5 separate regions of the Mus musculus genome follow, and all the other regions are linked to region 5. Evidence: chromatin contacts called from public HiChIP or PLAC-seq and promoter capture Hi-C data. All regions are on one chromosome and are shown on one strand. Each heading gives the region's core, a stretch centred on a gene start, on an enhancer-like site or on the middle of the called end of the contact. The rest is flanking DNA. Distances are from core to core; before and after follow the strand shown. Region 1 holds the start of Sectm1b (secreted and transmembrane 1B). Region 2 holds the start of Tex19.2 (testis expressed gene 19.2). Region 3 holds the start of Tspan10 (tetraspanin 10). Region 4 holds the start of Fscn2 (fascin actin-bundling protein 2). Region 5 holds the start of Hmga1b (high mobility group AT-hook 1B).

Region 1 (2,700 bases), core at 130-2,629, 300 kb after region 5:
CCAGAAGTAGGCTGAATCTGTGTCCACCTTGCTTGCATCTGTGTTCTTTTGGCTCCAGCTCATGATCAGCTCTGCATATAAGTATGGCAGTTACTCAAGGAGCCTTTGTCTAACGCCCATGAACTCCTCATGGCTGAGGAGACAAAGAACGGGAGTCTCTGAAGCATCTGTTGGCTTTCGTAGTGTCATGTTCCAGATCCCCCCGAAATGCATGAAAAGTCTCTAGTCATTGTTCTTAGTTTGCAGTGATCCAGGGTGTCAGAATAACATTCTCACAGATCCCTTAACACAGTCACCCCAGCAGGAGGAGCCACCTTTTCGGAACCCCATTATCCCTCAACCAGGACTTATTGGCAGCACCCTATCAGAACTGAGATAGTGATCAACCAGACTACGCTGTGACCAGGACTTCTTAACGATGTAGACCCTTCCCACTCCTCTATTTAAGCCCAAAGCTCATGTTAGTACCTTAAAGATGGGTTGACAGACTTTGTTGCCATTCTTGCCCAAGGACTGTGTGGGTTAAGTCCCTTCCCTGTATTTTTATTTGATTCCTTAGGGGAGATCTCTGTTTCAGGACTCAGCTGGCACAGCCAACATGGTATGTCACCTTTCTGACACTCCCTTCCCAATGCCTTTGCTGGATCTCCTGATGGAAATGATGCCATGACCTATGTCCACCAGTTATGAGTGCTGAGCCCCAAAGGAGATAGAAGCAGATCTGACCCCATCCCATGCAACACAATGGCCTTCAGCTCAGCTGGGAGTTGCATGCATGGAGCCTCAAGGATTTTGCAGAAGAAAGTCACAAGAAGAACCTTCAACCCCACAGCCAGACGTTGGCTTCTACTTATGTTAAGATGAGACCCAAACAACAGGACCCACACAGGTCACTGACTGAGCATAACATAGAGTCTTGATTCTCTGAGTGACCAGCCTCAGAAATTCACCCGTGTCAACTGCAGCTCACCTGTGTGCACCAAATCCCTCCCCCTGGCTTACGTACTCATGATCAGATGACAAGAAAGAATGCTCTGTTCTCTTCTTCCCATTCAGTTCACACCGAAGAACCCAGCTGCTGCACCTGCTCCTCCTGGAGCTTGGTGGGAGGCACCTGGAGAGACACAGATCCACTCTGCTCCTGATGTCCAGGGTGCCTGGACACTCCTCAGCCTCACCTTTACTCTGGACAAATCACTGAGACACAGGCATCCAATAAACAGAGGGTCCCAGAGAGGCTGCAGCCAGGGACACCCTGCCTGAGGGTCTCACCCCACATGCTTTAGAGCCCCAACACTCTGGGTGCCACCTCCCCTCCAGTTCTCACCTGCATGTGTGCTCCAGCTTCTTACCTGCTTCTCTGGCAATGAACTCTGGTGTAGCCCTTGCTGAGCTCATCCTGACCTGAGGGCGTGTCAGGGAGGAGGCGGTCCAAGTACCACCCGTTCTCATACCCAAGGGACTGCATTAATCCAGGAAGAAAACAAACTTCGGGAAAGAGTGTCATTTGCAGGAACTACCCTGAGTCCACACAACAGTGATGAGTTTCTGAGTGACTCCTTCATTAAAACATTTTAATTGAAAGCGGCTTTTAGCTACTTGCCTTAGGAGCACGGGAAGAAAGTCTAGGCTTTTCCTAGGCTAGTCATGGCTGCGGTCAGTGTTTGATTCAGGGCTCAGGGACTGCTCATTTAGGGGGACTTGTCTCCCTGCATGGGACATCACAGGCAAGAAGACTCTGGGCAACCACACAGGGAAAGGCAGGAGCCTAGTGCCCACACTGGACACAGTGCATGGGCTCCACATTCACAGGGTTCCCAGATATCCCTAGTGCCAACGTTAGAGAGAGGATCAGATAACCATGATCCCATGATTGTAGTATCCCTCCGGCAAGGCTTAGGCTACCAGACCGGAGGTAGGGGTCCTTGGGATGGTGGGGCAAGGATGTCCTGTGGTAAGGAATCTTGAAGGGCAGCTAAAGGTTCCGTGTCTCACCCCAAACATTAAAACACCTTTGTTGTCTCAGTGAAAACTCACCGTGAAAGTGAAACTAGGTGATTTGTTTTGAAACCACAAGGCAGGGACAACAACATTACAAGTCTTTCCCAGTGACAGTTCCAACTCTGAGGTCAGTGTCTACAGGTGATGATGCAGCTTAGCCTTCTGGAGAGTCTGTGTGCAAAAATCCCACCCCGGTGTGTACACGGTCTCAGTGTGTATACAGTCCTGCTGTGGTCTCACTGGCAGACACAGCTGCTTGTGTCCTAGCTCCACTAGGAGTCACCTTCTGCACATTCTCTGATCAGAAGTTGTGACATCTCCTGTCTCACCCACAGAGTTTTCAGAGATTTATGCTCCAAGGTCACTCTCAATTTCCTCAGCAGGATCTGCTGAGAATTTAGGAGTGCTGGGTATCTATTTCCTGTTGTCCTCTGTCCTCTGTGGCTTAATCCTATTTTTAATTTCTCTCTCTCTCTTTCTCTCCCTCTCTCCCCCCTCTCTCTCTCTTCCCCCTCTCTCCCCCTCCCTCCTTCTTCCCCTCCCTCCCATCTTCTCCCCTCCCCTTTGTGTGTGTGTGTCCTACCTTAGGCACTATTCACAGTTTTGAAGCAGGGTCTTTTGTTGGCCTGGCTTTCACCAGGTATGCCAGTGAGTCTGAGAGAGCGGTACCTCCTCAGTGCTGGAATTATAACTGTGCAC
Region 2 (2,700 bases), core at 152-2,651, 360 kb after region 5:
AGCTTCCTGAGGCCCCAGCTCAGTGGGCACAGGCTGGGGTCCCTGAGCCCCAGAGCCTGCAGAGACAGAGATGCCATGTGGCAGATGACCTTGGCCCTCTCCCCCACTAAGCCCGGGCCATTCCTCGGGCTCAGACGATGCCTCTGAGAGTTCCATGGGCTCAGCATCCCACACTCCTTCTTCCCAGTCTCCCATCTCCAGCATGTTCTTAACGACGAGGAAAGCTGCCTTGAAGCAAGCAAAGCAGATCTTCATCTGTTCCCCATGGACAAGATGGTACAGCCACGCCCCATAGAGGCAGGACATGCCCTTGGCCCCATGGCGAACGCTGACTGGGGGACACATGGTCAAGAAGTCTGTCTGCAGCTAAGCGGACACACAGAGGAAGACTTGCTCGATGGTCTCAGTAGGACCATAGAGGCTAGAAATAGGTGGAAAAGGTGAGAATGAGAGAAACGGGAGAAAACAGGGCACAGTAGGAGGTCTAGGGGCTTTGGGGCTGCAGGATACGGGGCAGTGGTACGAGAACTGGGTGAGAATTAAATGAATACCTCTCTGGAGAAGTAGACAGGCTTGAGCTTCCAGAAACTTCTTCAGCTTCACACTTGCTCCAATGTCTGGAGAGCTTGAAAGGCAGAGGAAATGAGGTTTGCCTCCCCCCACCCCAGCCCCCGGGCTGCTGCAGGGCCCCCCTTGAGGAGAGGGTGTTGGAGCTCTGGCCCCCGGGGCTCCCTGCTCACTCTGGACAGGCTGGGGTGACATCAGAGTTGTCCTCAGGGCTCAAGGCCCCGACCTCACACTTGCACCCGGCTACCAACCAAAGAGGCCGGGAAGCCTACGTCAGGAGTATCTCCTCTCTGCCCACCGTGCTCACCCGGCCCAGCCCTCGGCCCAGTCCCTTTCCATCCTTACCTCCCTGACTGAGCGCCCAGGTGCCAGCTAAGGGACTCCAAAGCCAGGCTCTCCTCACTGAGCACTGAACACCGAGCGAGGACCAACAAGGCCTTATAAAGGGTCAACGGCCATGATGCTCCAGCTCATTTACATATCTCCCATGAGGCCCCAAAGCAGCAGGAAGCGAAGGCGCTGAGTCACTCTGGCCCCCAAGGTGCACATGAGGCCTGGCGCCCCCTACAGCGCGCATGCGCTGCTCCCCTGCGGACACCTGAGCACCCTGTGTGCTTCCTGTGTGCTCTAGCGGTGCCCGATGTCCCCATCCCTGTGCCTTCGAGGGACTCGAAGGCCTGGGTTCAGAGCTGGGCCCGCAGCACATCTTGTTTGGAAAAGTCGATTCCTTCTTCCCTGTCTCTTTAGTAAAAAGTTCTTTAACACTTGGGAAACTGCTCGCTCAGTTCTCAACTGCAGGCTAAGCACAGTTGCCCCTCTCTGGGTCTTTTTGTTCTCAGACTCTTTAAAGAAATTCTTTGTAGAGTTTATCCTTAGAGGAGTCTGGGACTCAGAGGAAAAACCAAGCATAAGATACAAGGTTTCCAGCAGCCTCTGGAGCTCAACCTTGACCACACAGAGGTTTATTTGTTAAAATCTGCCGCAGTCCACTCTGGACACCCCACAGGGGTGGACACTGGTGTAGTGACGTTCCTCTGTCATCACAGGGCCAGTTTCACTTCAGTAATACTCCATTAAAAGAATAAATCCCTTTATCCACTCACTTCTTGTAGAAGATCTGGTTGCTTTCTGGGGTTTGGTAATTTGGTATTTTAAAAAGCTATTACCAGTTTTGCATTGGTCTTCTAAACTTAAGCTTTTGTCTCCTTTGAATACACCCAGAGAAGCACAAAAGCCACGTTGTGAGCTAGTTGTAGTGTGTGAGAGCTGGCACAGTTTTCCAAAAGCTCTTCCTTCAGGACCAAGTGGAGTCTGAAGCCACATGAGCTTGCAAGTCCTGGAAAATGGCAGTTGTGCCCAAAACAATGAGAAGTAAATGGCCATTCGCGCGAAAAACTGATCTATCACAGTCGGAGACTGAAAGAATCCAAGCTTGAGTGAAGAGTTGCATCACGCTGGGCTACCCTCTCGCTTCAACCTCTTTTTTTTTGTCTGAAAGGGAGCAGGGTTCCTGAGGAATCTTTTTAAAAAGATACTAGAGCGTGAGTTCCAAGACAGCCAGTGCCACACAGCACTGTCTTAAAAAAACAAAAATAAACAAACAAATAAATATTGCCAGATCACAGTTAGAAATGTACGTCCCATGACTAAGCAATCAAATATATGAGCCTATGGTGGCCATTCTTATTCAAAAATGTCTTGTACTGGAGAAGTGGCTCACAACAGGCTTAAGTTCTAGCCCCAGGGGGTCGGATATCCTCTTCTAGCTACTTCACCTATACACACATGGCACACTCATACCCCCCCCCACACACACAAATACAAATAAAAATAAAACTTAAAAAAAAAGAATTATTGGGATTTGTACTGGCTGGCTTTGTGTGTCAACTTGACACAGCTGGAGTTATCACAGAGAAAGGAGCTTCAGTTGAGGAAATGCCTCCATGAGATCTAGCTGTAAGGCATTTTCTCAATTAGTGATCAAGGGGGAAAGGCCCCTTGTGGGTGGGACCATCCCTGGGCTGGTAGTCTTGGGTTCTATAAGAAAGCAGGCTGAGCAAGCCAGGGGAAGCAAGCCAGTAAAGAATATTCCTCCATGGCCTCTGCATCAGCTCCTGCTTCCTGACCTGCTTG
Region 3 (2,700 bases), core at 150-2,649, 320 kb before region 5:
TTGATGAATTACTGCCTTGTGTGATCTCTTTGCTTACTACTTTACTTAGTGACTATCTTTTTTTATTTTTTATTTGAGACAGGGTTTCTCTGTGTAGCCCTGTCTCTGTGGCTGTCCTGGAACCCACTCTGTAGACCAGGCTGGCCTTGAACTTAGAAATCTGCCTGCCTCTGCCTCCCAAGTGCTGGGACTAAAGGCGTGCCCCACCACTGCCTGGCTTCTTAATTATTACCTTGTGTGACCTCCTTGTTTGCTACTTCACTTGATTACTTTGTCTTTGATCTAAGAGCTGACCATGTTTTTTGGATGCACCTAGGATGCTATACAAGCAGGCTGGAGCGACATGAAGCTGTTCCAGCCTCAGCACAGGCTGGAGTCAGGGTATCATTTTCTCTAACTGTTTTTTTTTCTTTTCAATCCTCACTCCCTCACTTGAGACCCTGCTGACTGAATGAGCTGGCTTGGTCAGGGGAAGAAAAAAAATGGGGTGTTGCTGCTGCTGCTGCTGCTGCTGCTGCTGCTGCTGGAAGACACTGGAGGGCTCCAGGCAACAGTGAGTGCAGTGGAGATGGGGTTATGACAAAGGCCGGGATGCACAAGTGCTAGGCCATTCGATTGTCTGGCATATAAAGTTATAAGTCAGAAAAAATGGTAGATAAAGCTAAAAGTGGAGGCTGAGCCTGAGATGTCTATCAAAAGTTAAAACTCAGGGGAACTGGGGTCCAAACAGGAGGGGCATTTTCCATGTACAGCAGAACCTTGCCCTAAACATGTCTACAGAAGGGCTTCCTGATGTCTCAAGGTCCTGTGGGCCTATAATGACACTAACACATCTACATCACACATACATACACACACACACACACATACACACACACACACCAGTCAGAAGCAGGGAGACAGAGTTAGGTGGTAGGGCCCAGTGTTGACAGCCTAGGGACATGCTTTCTGTCTCCACAGCGAGTTGCTCAAGTCCTTTAGACTGGACAGTGATCACAGCAAAATCCTGCTTCCAACAAGCTTGGAGGGAAGGGACATCTGGAACGTGAATACTGAGTTGTTCTTGCTCTCCATAAACTATAAGGATAATTGGCTTTTGTACTGCCTGTGGGGCTCCTGGGGCTGCTATTGTGAACCAGTTTGCACAGAACTGATCTTTTAGGGGTGCTGATAGGAGACCAGCTGAGCCTACAGGCCAAGACCAAAATGGGACTCAATAGTGATGGCCATGGGTCCAGCATCAGGGCCACCTTAACAAAATCATGACTGTGCAGACATTAGGGATATCTCTGGAGCCAAGGCCAAGAATTACAGGCTAGAAAGACCAGATGTGACTATAGAAGCAGGCCCCTGCTGTAAGCCCTAAAATGTGACTCCTCACATGATACCACTGTGATCGCACTGGAGGAGGAGCTTGCAGCTCTCCAGCTCTGGCTTATACAGTTCACAGAGAAGCCAAGGGACACCGGGACACCGTTATTTTAGGACTGTAACCTGTTCAGAGAGACCCTGGCCACTGCTCTCCGTGGTTTTCTCCAATTGTGTGGATGATGAAGGAAGAAGAATGCAGCCCCTTGCTGTCTCAGGTGAGCCGACACTTAATGGCCTAGCTCAGGTTGAAGATGTTTCTTGGATCTAAGGTCCTCTGGGAAGCCCCTGGACCAGGTTGCAGTCTACCTGACTCCTGGCCCCACCCCCCAGTCTAGCTGTGTGCTTGACCCATGGGTACACTTGGGTGCTAGCCTTTAAGGTGCCCCCTATAGGCCTGAAAGAAGTATTGATTCAGGATCAGGTAAGGGCAAATGTCCTTTGAGGCTGATTGTGGACTCTGTGGCCTCAGGCAGTCTTAATGCTGCCAGCTGGCTCTGGCAGGTTGTCCTTTTACTCTGACAGACTCCGGCTGACAAATAACCTTCACATATTCTGCTCCAAATTTAGGGTGAAAGAGCAATCCACACACCTGGACAAGCTTCTTCCTGTGGGACGGGGATGAAATGAGACCCTTGCCTAGATACCTGGCTGTAGTCATGCCTAAGTCACACTGTCATTCGAAAAACAAGGTTACCCCATCTCCCTTTAGAGGGTCTCTCTCAGGTCTGCCTCCTTGCCTCCTCTAAATTCCTGCCTATTGGCTGCCTCTCTCCCTGCCCAGGAAGCCAGGCAGGCAGTACCTAGGCAATCTCTCCCTGCATCCTCTACACTAGGTTCAGCATAGTGTCCACACTTGACCTAGGATCAGTCGGTGGGCCCGAGATGATACAAAGAAAACAAGGTTCGTTTCACGCAGAAGGGTAGAAGGGTAGTCACGGGATCAGCTTCTCTATCCCAGGCAGCCTGCACTTATGGCTTGGGTGGGAAAGTCCCTCTTGTGACTGCACAAAGTCACTGCTGGTGGGGCACTATAGACTGATTCCACCACAGAGACCATTCCAAGACTAGGGAAGCAGACCCACCTGCCATGATTCTGCTGTGTTGGAGGAATAGAAATCCTGACCCTGGGCAAGACCACGCTGGTCCATCTTTCACAAGGGTATAGAAGAAAGGGAGTGGGTCCATCTTGTAACTGCTGCTCTGCCCAGTGTTTACCAGGGACCTTTCAGGGAGCTGTCATTATACTGTCCTAATGGAGATTGGCCTCACACATCGACCCTGGAAAGCAGTGAACTAGGACCCTCACTGCCCTTTTAGATTACAAGTCCC
Region 4 (2,700 bases), core at 184-2,683, 400 kb before region 5:
CCCTCTGCATCCTCCCTTAATATAGACCTCTGTGTCGGTTTGGCCATGGCCACTTGAGGGCTGACAGGCGCGGAATGAGGAAAGGATGACTGGGGTCACAGCTGGAAGCATTCCACATCCTCCTGTTACTGTCCCTCAGGAAGGCCCTCCCGCGTGGTCACACAGTTATGAGGAAGAAGACGCCAGTTCTGGCTCAGGCCCAGGATGGACAGCTCTGGTTTCCTGCTTGGCTCTGGTCCCCTGAGGCAGGTGCAGGGTAAGAACTGAGCAGGACTACTGACGCTCCCTACGATGCCTGTCAGACTCAGGATGGACAGGGTACAGCCAGTGGTCCCAGGGATAAGAGGTCAGGGGTCAGGTGCGGCCAGCTTCCAGCATCTCCTAAGCTGCACCACCCAGCTCCCTCTTGGATTTTATGGGAGTGCTTTTAGAAGCACGGGGAAGACTGTGCCCCACACAGCCCCCCTATATTCAAGTCTGTAAAAGCCACAGGCCAAGCCCATAACCCTGTGATCTGGGCAGCAGTAATCAGGTCTCCAATTCCGTCAAAGGCAGTTGAAGCTAGACCACCCTGAGCTCCCTGCACAGAAGGGAAGAGCATCATGCCCTGAGCGAGAGTCAGCAGGGAACATAGGATCCCTGGCATACCCTGCTACACAGGTGTGTCCCTGCACATGTAGTCCTGGATGTGAGCATCACATGGTTGCCTAGCATACCATATGAGGCTGCTCTTTCCAAACCAAGTGGACGAGGCACACCAGGGTATCTGTCTCAGCATTGTCATCCCTGCTGAGGGTCAAGGTGTCCCAGCTTATGTGTGCCACTTAGGTCCTCCCTGCCGCCTCCCCAGCCCATGACTCAGGGGCAGACACAGGACAGTGTCAAGCTCAGGGCCACACACAAGGATAGGAACTGTGTGGCCAGGGGGATAGGACAGGCTGCTGCTGCATGCTACAGGGGGCCGTATTGCTCCTGGCAGCAGGAATCAGAGATGCAGTAACTGGATCCTGAAGAGGATCTGGCGGGCCACTGAGGGTGGAGGGCTGCGATCAGGTTGCCAGTCTGCTGTGAGTTTTCCACTGGGCTGCCTTTTCTACCTTGGAAAAGAGCTGGGCTGGAAGCAGGGTCTCAGGTGGGGACTGGGAAGCCCTGAAGCAATTGGCAGTAAGAAGAGAGACTAAGAACCGTGGAATCTACAGTTTATAGGGCATAGGACCCAGGCAGCCATGGGTGAGGACAAGGAGGTGGTCAGCCTCGCTTTTGTCCTGCTGGACATTGACTCTGGACTTGGTGCATCCAGGAGCCACTGAAATCCAAGCTGGGGCTAAGGCAAGTTGGCTACTGCTTCTAAGCCGGTGCACTTCTGATCCGCCCCTCTCACCCGCCCTCGGCTGCCCGCTGGCCATGTAAGATCTGCCTGGGTGGCCGAGGCCACAAGACAGAGGGAGGCAGCATTGGAGCAGGTAGCGTCCATGTCGCTGGCTAGGCTTGGGAGCCAAGGGTCAGATAAACAGATCTGGGCCTCAGGGGGGGCTACAGGCCCCCTGAACAGAACACTTAGAGAGAGTTCCTTCCCAGGCCCCTGAAGCAACGTGGCTAGCCTCAAAGATGCCAACCAACGGTCTGCACCAGGTGCTGAAGATCCAGTTTGGCCTTGTTAACGATGCCGACCGCTACCTGACTGCAGAGAGCTTTGGCTTCAAGGTCAACGCCTCCGCAGCCAGCCTCAAGAGGAAGCAGATCTGGGTCCTGGAGCCTGACCCGGGGCAGGGCACTGCCGTGCTGTTCCGAAGCAGTCACCTAGGCCGCTACCTGTCAGCAGAAGAAGATGGACGTGTGGCCTGTGAGATGGATCAGCCGGGCCGTGACTGCCGCTTCCTGGTCTTGCCGCAGCCTGATGGGCGCTGGGTGCTGCAGTCAGAGCCACACGGCCGCTTCTTCGGTGGCATTGAGGACCGACTGTCCTGCTTTGCCACGGCCATTTCCCCGGCAGAGCTGTGGACTGTGCACCTGGCCATCCACCCACAGGCTCATTTGCTGAGTGTGAGCCGTCGGCGCTACGTGCACCTGTGCCTTCAGGAAGATGAGATGGCAGCAGACGGTGACATGCCATGGGGTGTGGACGCACTAGTCACCCTCATTTTCCAGAGCAGGCGGTACTGCCTCAAGTCTTATGACAGCCGCTACCTTCGCAGCGATGGCCGCCTTGTCTGGGAACCTGAAGCCCATGCCTGCTACACGCTGGAGTTCAAGGCAGGCAAGCTGGCCTTCAAGGACTGTGACGGCCGGTACCTGGCACCTGTGGGGCCTGCTGGCACACTCAAGGCTGGTCGCAACACGAGGCCCAGCAAGGATGAACTCTTCGACCTGGAGCAAAGTCACCCACAGGTGGTGCTGGTAGCTGCCAACCGGCGCTACATCTCTGTGAGGCAAGGTAGGGTAGGGCAGCTGATATTGTGTAGTGTGTGCACGTATGCAGAGACCTGCCACATGCTGGGGTGGAGGGCGCTATTTACTGGAGATGGGTGTCTCTACACACAGTGTAAGTGGGGCTGCTGGCTTCAGGAGTCCTCGTCACTCTCCAGACATCTGGAGAGTATCAGCCAAATGTGGTGCCTGCTAGACTGCAGCTGCCTCGAAGATTGGAGAGGTGTAGCAGCGTAGCGAGGCAGAATCTGGGGGCAATAGGAGGGTGGGAAG
Region 5 (2,704 bases), core at 57-2,556:
GAACCCGACTTGGTGCCTGTGTCGTTCTTGTCACCACCGGCTCGGAGTGGAGATGACGACAGTAGGTAGGTAACTCAGCTGACTTTTGCGTCTTCTGGGCTCTGATCTGCAGTCTTTCTTCTTTGCTGCTTGGTTTGTCTGAGAGAGACTCTCAGCTTTTGTTGCTTACCCTGACAGCAAGGGATCTTGTGAAATTGGTCAGTTTCAGGAACTTCCTGAAACTATATGAGTTGTTTGCATCCCTACTTAAGGAACTTCCATGCAGGATGGGGTGTTTTAATTTCAAAGGAAACTGTTATACAACAGTCCTCACATAATGTTGTAGTTAGGGCTCAGCACATGACTCTGGATAGAGAAGTCTTCAGACAACATAGGTGACAGGAGATAGAGCAGGAGCTGTGGAGGGTGAAGACATCTTAGGAGAAATGCGCTCCTAAGGGCGAAGCTAGCAGATGACTGTCTTCCCAAGACGTTGGAGCTTGATGCTCCCTTCCTGGTAAACCACTTCCTCCTGCCTGGTGGCCAACTGGCATCCCTGAAAGGCCACCATTTCCCAGGAGTTCCGATGGCCACCAGACAGCAGGTTGGTCACAATCCACAGCTTTTGTCATAGAAGGGGAAGGGCTTTGATCTTACTGGATAGATCAGGCCAGACACCAGTATTCAGTGCCACCTGGAGGTTGGCTATAGGACTTGGTGGTTTGCTCAGACTGGGATCAAGGACACAGTGAGCAGGCATGATCTGTCCCTGTTAGCTATGAGGAAACTGCCAGGCAGCAGCAAATGATTGGGCTCCGGGCCCCCACTGTGTATGCTGTCCCCTGAGCCACAGGAAGGTCCCAGAGCACCCTTCTGACCAGTGCGGAGGAATGCTCAGGGGAAGGGTACTGCTGTCCCTGCACTATAGAGCACTGGAAGTACAGCTGCCTCCTTTCAGCGACTCACACGGTCTCAGTGCAGAGCCTGGACTGAGCAAGGGAAAGGCGGCAGTCTGAGCACACCTCCTCCCCAGGGCTGTCCATGAGGCATCTGAGCCTCCTGCCCGGCCCAGATGTCGTGTGACCTGCTATGACTCACTGGATCGTGAGTACTTGTTCCATGAACCCTGACACACAAGACAAGAGACCCTCAGCACACCTCAAACAATCGCCAGACACGGGTTGAGGTGCACAATATTCTCTGATTACTCCTAACTGGCTCCAAAGAACCAGGTCTCTGCTCAGAGAAGAGGAGATGCACAGAGGTACTCAGGGTTTGCAACTGGGGCAGGAAACCCCAGAATCCATGCTTAGATTTACAAGAGTCGCCTCTAATTGGGACTCCGAGTCGGGGCTATTTCTGGTGTTGGCGCGGCTCCAAGAAGGCACTCACTGTGTGCTGCCCCACACATAGAGAAGGAGAATGAGCGAGTCGGGCTCAAAGTCCAGCCAGCCCCTGGCCTCCAAGCAGGAAAAGGATGGGACTGAGAAGCGAGGCCGGGGCAGGCCACGCAAGCAGCCTCCGGTGAGTCCTGGGACGGCGCTGGTCGGGAGTCAGAAAGAGCCCAGTGAAGTGCCAACTCCGAAGAGACCTCGGGGCCGACCAAAGGGAAGCAAGAATAAGGGCGCCGCCAAGACCCGGAAAGTCACCACAGCTCCAGGGAGGAAACCAAGGGGCAGACCCAAGAAACTGGAGAAGGAGGAAGAGGAGGGCATCTCCCAGGAGTCCTCTGAGGAGGAGCAGTGATCACCACTCGCAGTGCCGCCTGCTCCATAGCCACTGAGGAGCAGCTGTCCCCTGGGACTGGAAGCCCTGCTCCCAGGCCCCTCCCCGCCCCCACTGCACACTACCGCACCAGGCACCAGCTGCAGGCTCTGCTCCGCAGCACCCAAGGGAGCAGGATTCGGCTCAGTCCCTGTGCCCTCCTCCCGAACACACCTGCCCCATCCTGACAAGGCTAACTTCCCATTTAGCCGCAGCCCGGCCTGCTGCGCACCTCCCTCAGAGCCGTGGCTCTCTGGGCGCTTTGTTTTGCGGGTCCCTTCTGCCCTGCTGTTCCTGGCTTCCCCGTAGAGGGTCCTGGGAGCATTCCCTGGCCTTAAGGGGCCCCGGCCCCATCTCACTCTGACAAGGCCCAGTGGCTGACCTAGCAGCAGCAGTGTGGTCAGGGCAGGGGATGCTTAGATCCCAGCATGTCCCCACCAAAGTATCACCGGGTGGGTTTCTCAGCCCCTCCTGCCCCACCCTACAGAGATCATGCACTGGGTTGGCTGAGCCCCTTGACAACAGGAAGTAGGATGATGTTGGCTCCACCCACTTTAATGTTCTCACCTGAGACTAGACAGATGGGGTTACCGCCCATCTCCAGAGTAAGGGCCTGTTCTCGCCTCCACCAAAGGCAAACGGGCACCAACACGCCTCCCCCAGTCCACTCTAGGCTGTTCCTTCCTCCCGCAGGGCACTAAGGAGCTAGCCTTGCCGCCCCCTCCTTTTCGCTCCTCCCTGCCCCCCATGGTTCTGGTTCCATCTTCTCCTCTGTTCACAAACTACCTCTGGACGGTTGTGTTGTTTTTTTTTTGTTCCATGTTCATTCTTAGATACCCACTATTGCTGCTGCTACCAGCGTCAGATGTTCATCCTCCTGAATTTGCCTGTATTCTCTCCCCCACACAATACACTCGAGGGGAAGGGGGGCTGGGGCGCAGCAGACTGGTTACCTACCCCA

Evidence for each region. Promoter capture Hi-C pulls out the DNA fragments that hold promoters and counts their contacts. HiChIP or PLAC-seq counts read pairs in DNA pulled down with a chosen protein or histone mark. Capture Hi-C pulls out chosen DNA fragments and counts their contacts.
Region 1: a contact with region 5 is called in an HNF4G HiChIP or PLAC-seq map of pancreatic cancer cells. The contact joins the promoter of Sectm1b here to the promoter of Hmga1b in region 5. A contact is called at or near these places in 1 of 39 promoter capture datasets (liver), 1 of 484 Hi-C or Micro-C datasets (embryonic stem cells) and 1 of 115 datasets of contacts at active chromatin or transcription factors (pancreatic cancer cells).
Region 2: a promoter capture Hi-C map of embryonic stem cells shows a contact between it and region 5, with 4 times the contacts expected there. The contact joins the promoter of Tex19.2 here to the promoter of Hmga1b in region 5. A contact is called at or near these places in 4 of 39 promoter capture datasets (embryonic stem cells, liver and stem cell-derived epiblast-like cells), 1 of 115 datasets of contacts at active chromatin or transcription factors (pancreatic cancer cells) and 1 of 9 other capture datasets (embryonic stem cells).
Region 3: a contact with region 5 is called in a promoter capture Hi-C map of pre-B cells, with 3 times the contacts expected there. The contact joins the promoter of Tspan10 here to the promoter of Hmga1b in region 5. A contact is called at or near these places in 9 of 39 promoter capture datasets (the HPC-7 cell line, cranial neural crest, embryonic stem cells and 5 more), 2 of 115 datasets of contacts at active chromatin or transcription factors (pancreatic cancer cells and pro-B cells) and 2 of 9 other capture datasets (liver and macrophages).
Region 4: a promoter capture Hi-C map of adipose tissue shows a contact between it and region 5. The contact joins the promoter of Fscn2 here to the promoter of Hmga1b in region 5. A contact is called at or near these places in 3 of 39 promoter capture datasets (liver, pre-B cells and stem cell-derived epiblast-like cells), 1 of 484 Hi-C or Micro-C datasets (embryonic stem cells), 1 of 115 datasets of contacts at active chromatin or transcription factors (pancreatic cancer cells) and 1 of 9 other capture datasets (adipose tissue).

What each region holds. Positions count from the first base shown.
Region 1 is chr11:121,062,190-121,064,889 of GRCm38.p6, forward strand. It overlaps Sectm1b (secreted and transmembrane 1B), which reads right to left and starts at 1,380. Exons shown (of 5, transcript NM_026907.3): 1 at 1,328-1,380; 2 at 1,007-1,114.
Region 2 is chr11:121,117,276-121,119,975 of GRCm38.p6, forward strand. It overlaps Tex19.2 (testis expressed gene 19.2), which reads right to left and starts at 1,402. Exons shown (of 3, transcript NM_027622.3): 1 at 913-1,402; 2 at 552-625; 3 at 1-421. The coding sequence starts at 345.
Region 3 is chr11:120,441,232-120,443,931 of GRCm38.p6, forward strand. It overlaps Tspan10 (tetraspanin 10), which reads left to right and starts at 1,400. Exons shown (of 3, transcript NM_145363.2): 1 at 1,400-1,586. The coding sequence starts at 1,548.
Region 4 is chr11:120,360,101-120,362,800 of GRCm38.p6, forward strand. Fscn2 (fascin actin-bundling protein 2) reads left to right here and starts at 1,434. Exons shown (of 5, transcript NM_172802.4): 1 at 1,434-2,434. The coding sequence starts at 1,609.
Region 5 is chr11:120,761,488-120,764,191 of GRCm38.p6, forward strand. It overlaps Hmga1b (high mobility group AT-hook 1B), which reads left to right and starts at 1,307. Exons shown (of 2, transcript NM_001166477.1): 1 at 1,307-1,503; 2 at 1,537-2,704. The coding sequence starts at 1,402. The coding sequence ends at 1,725.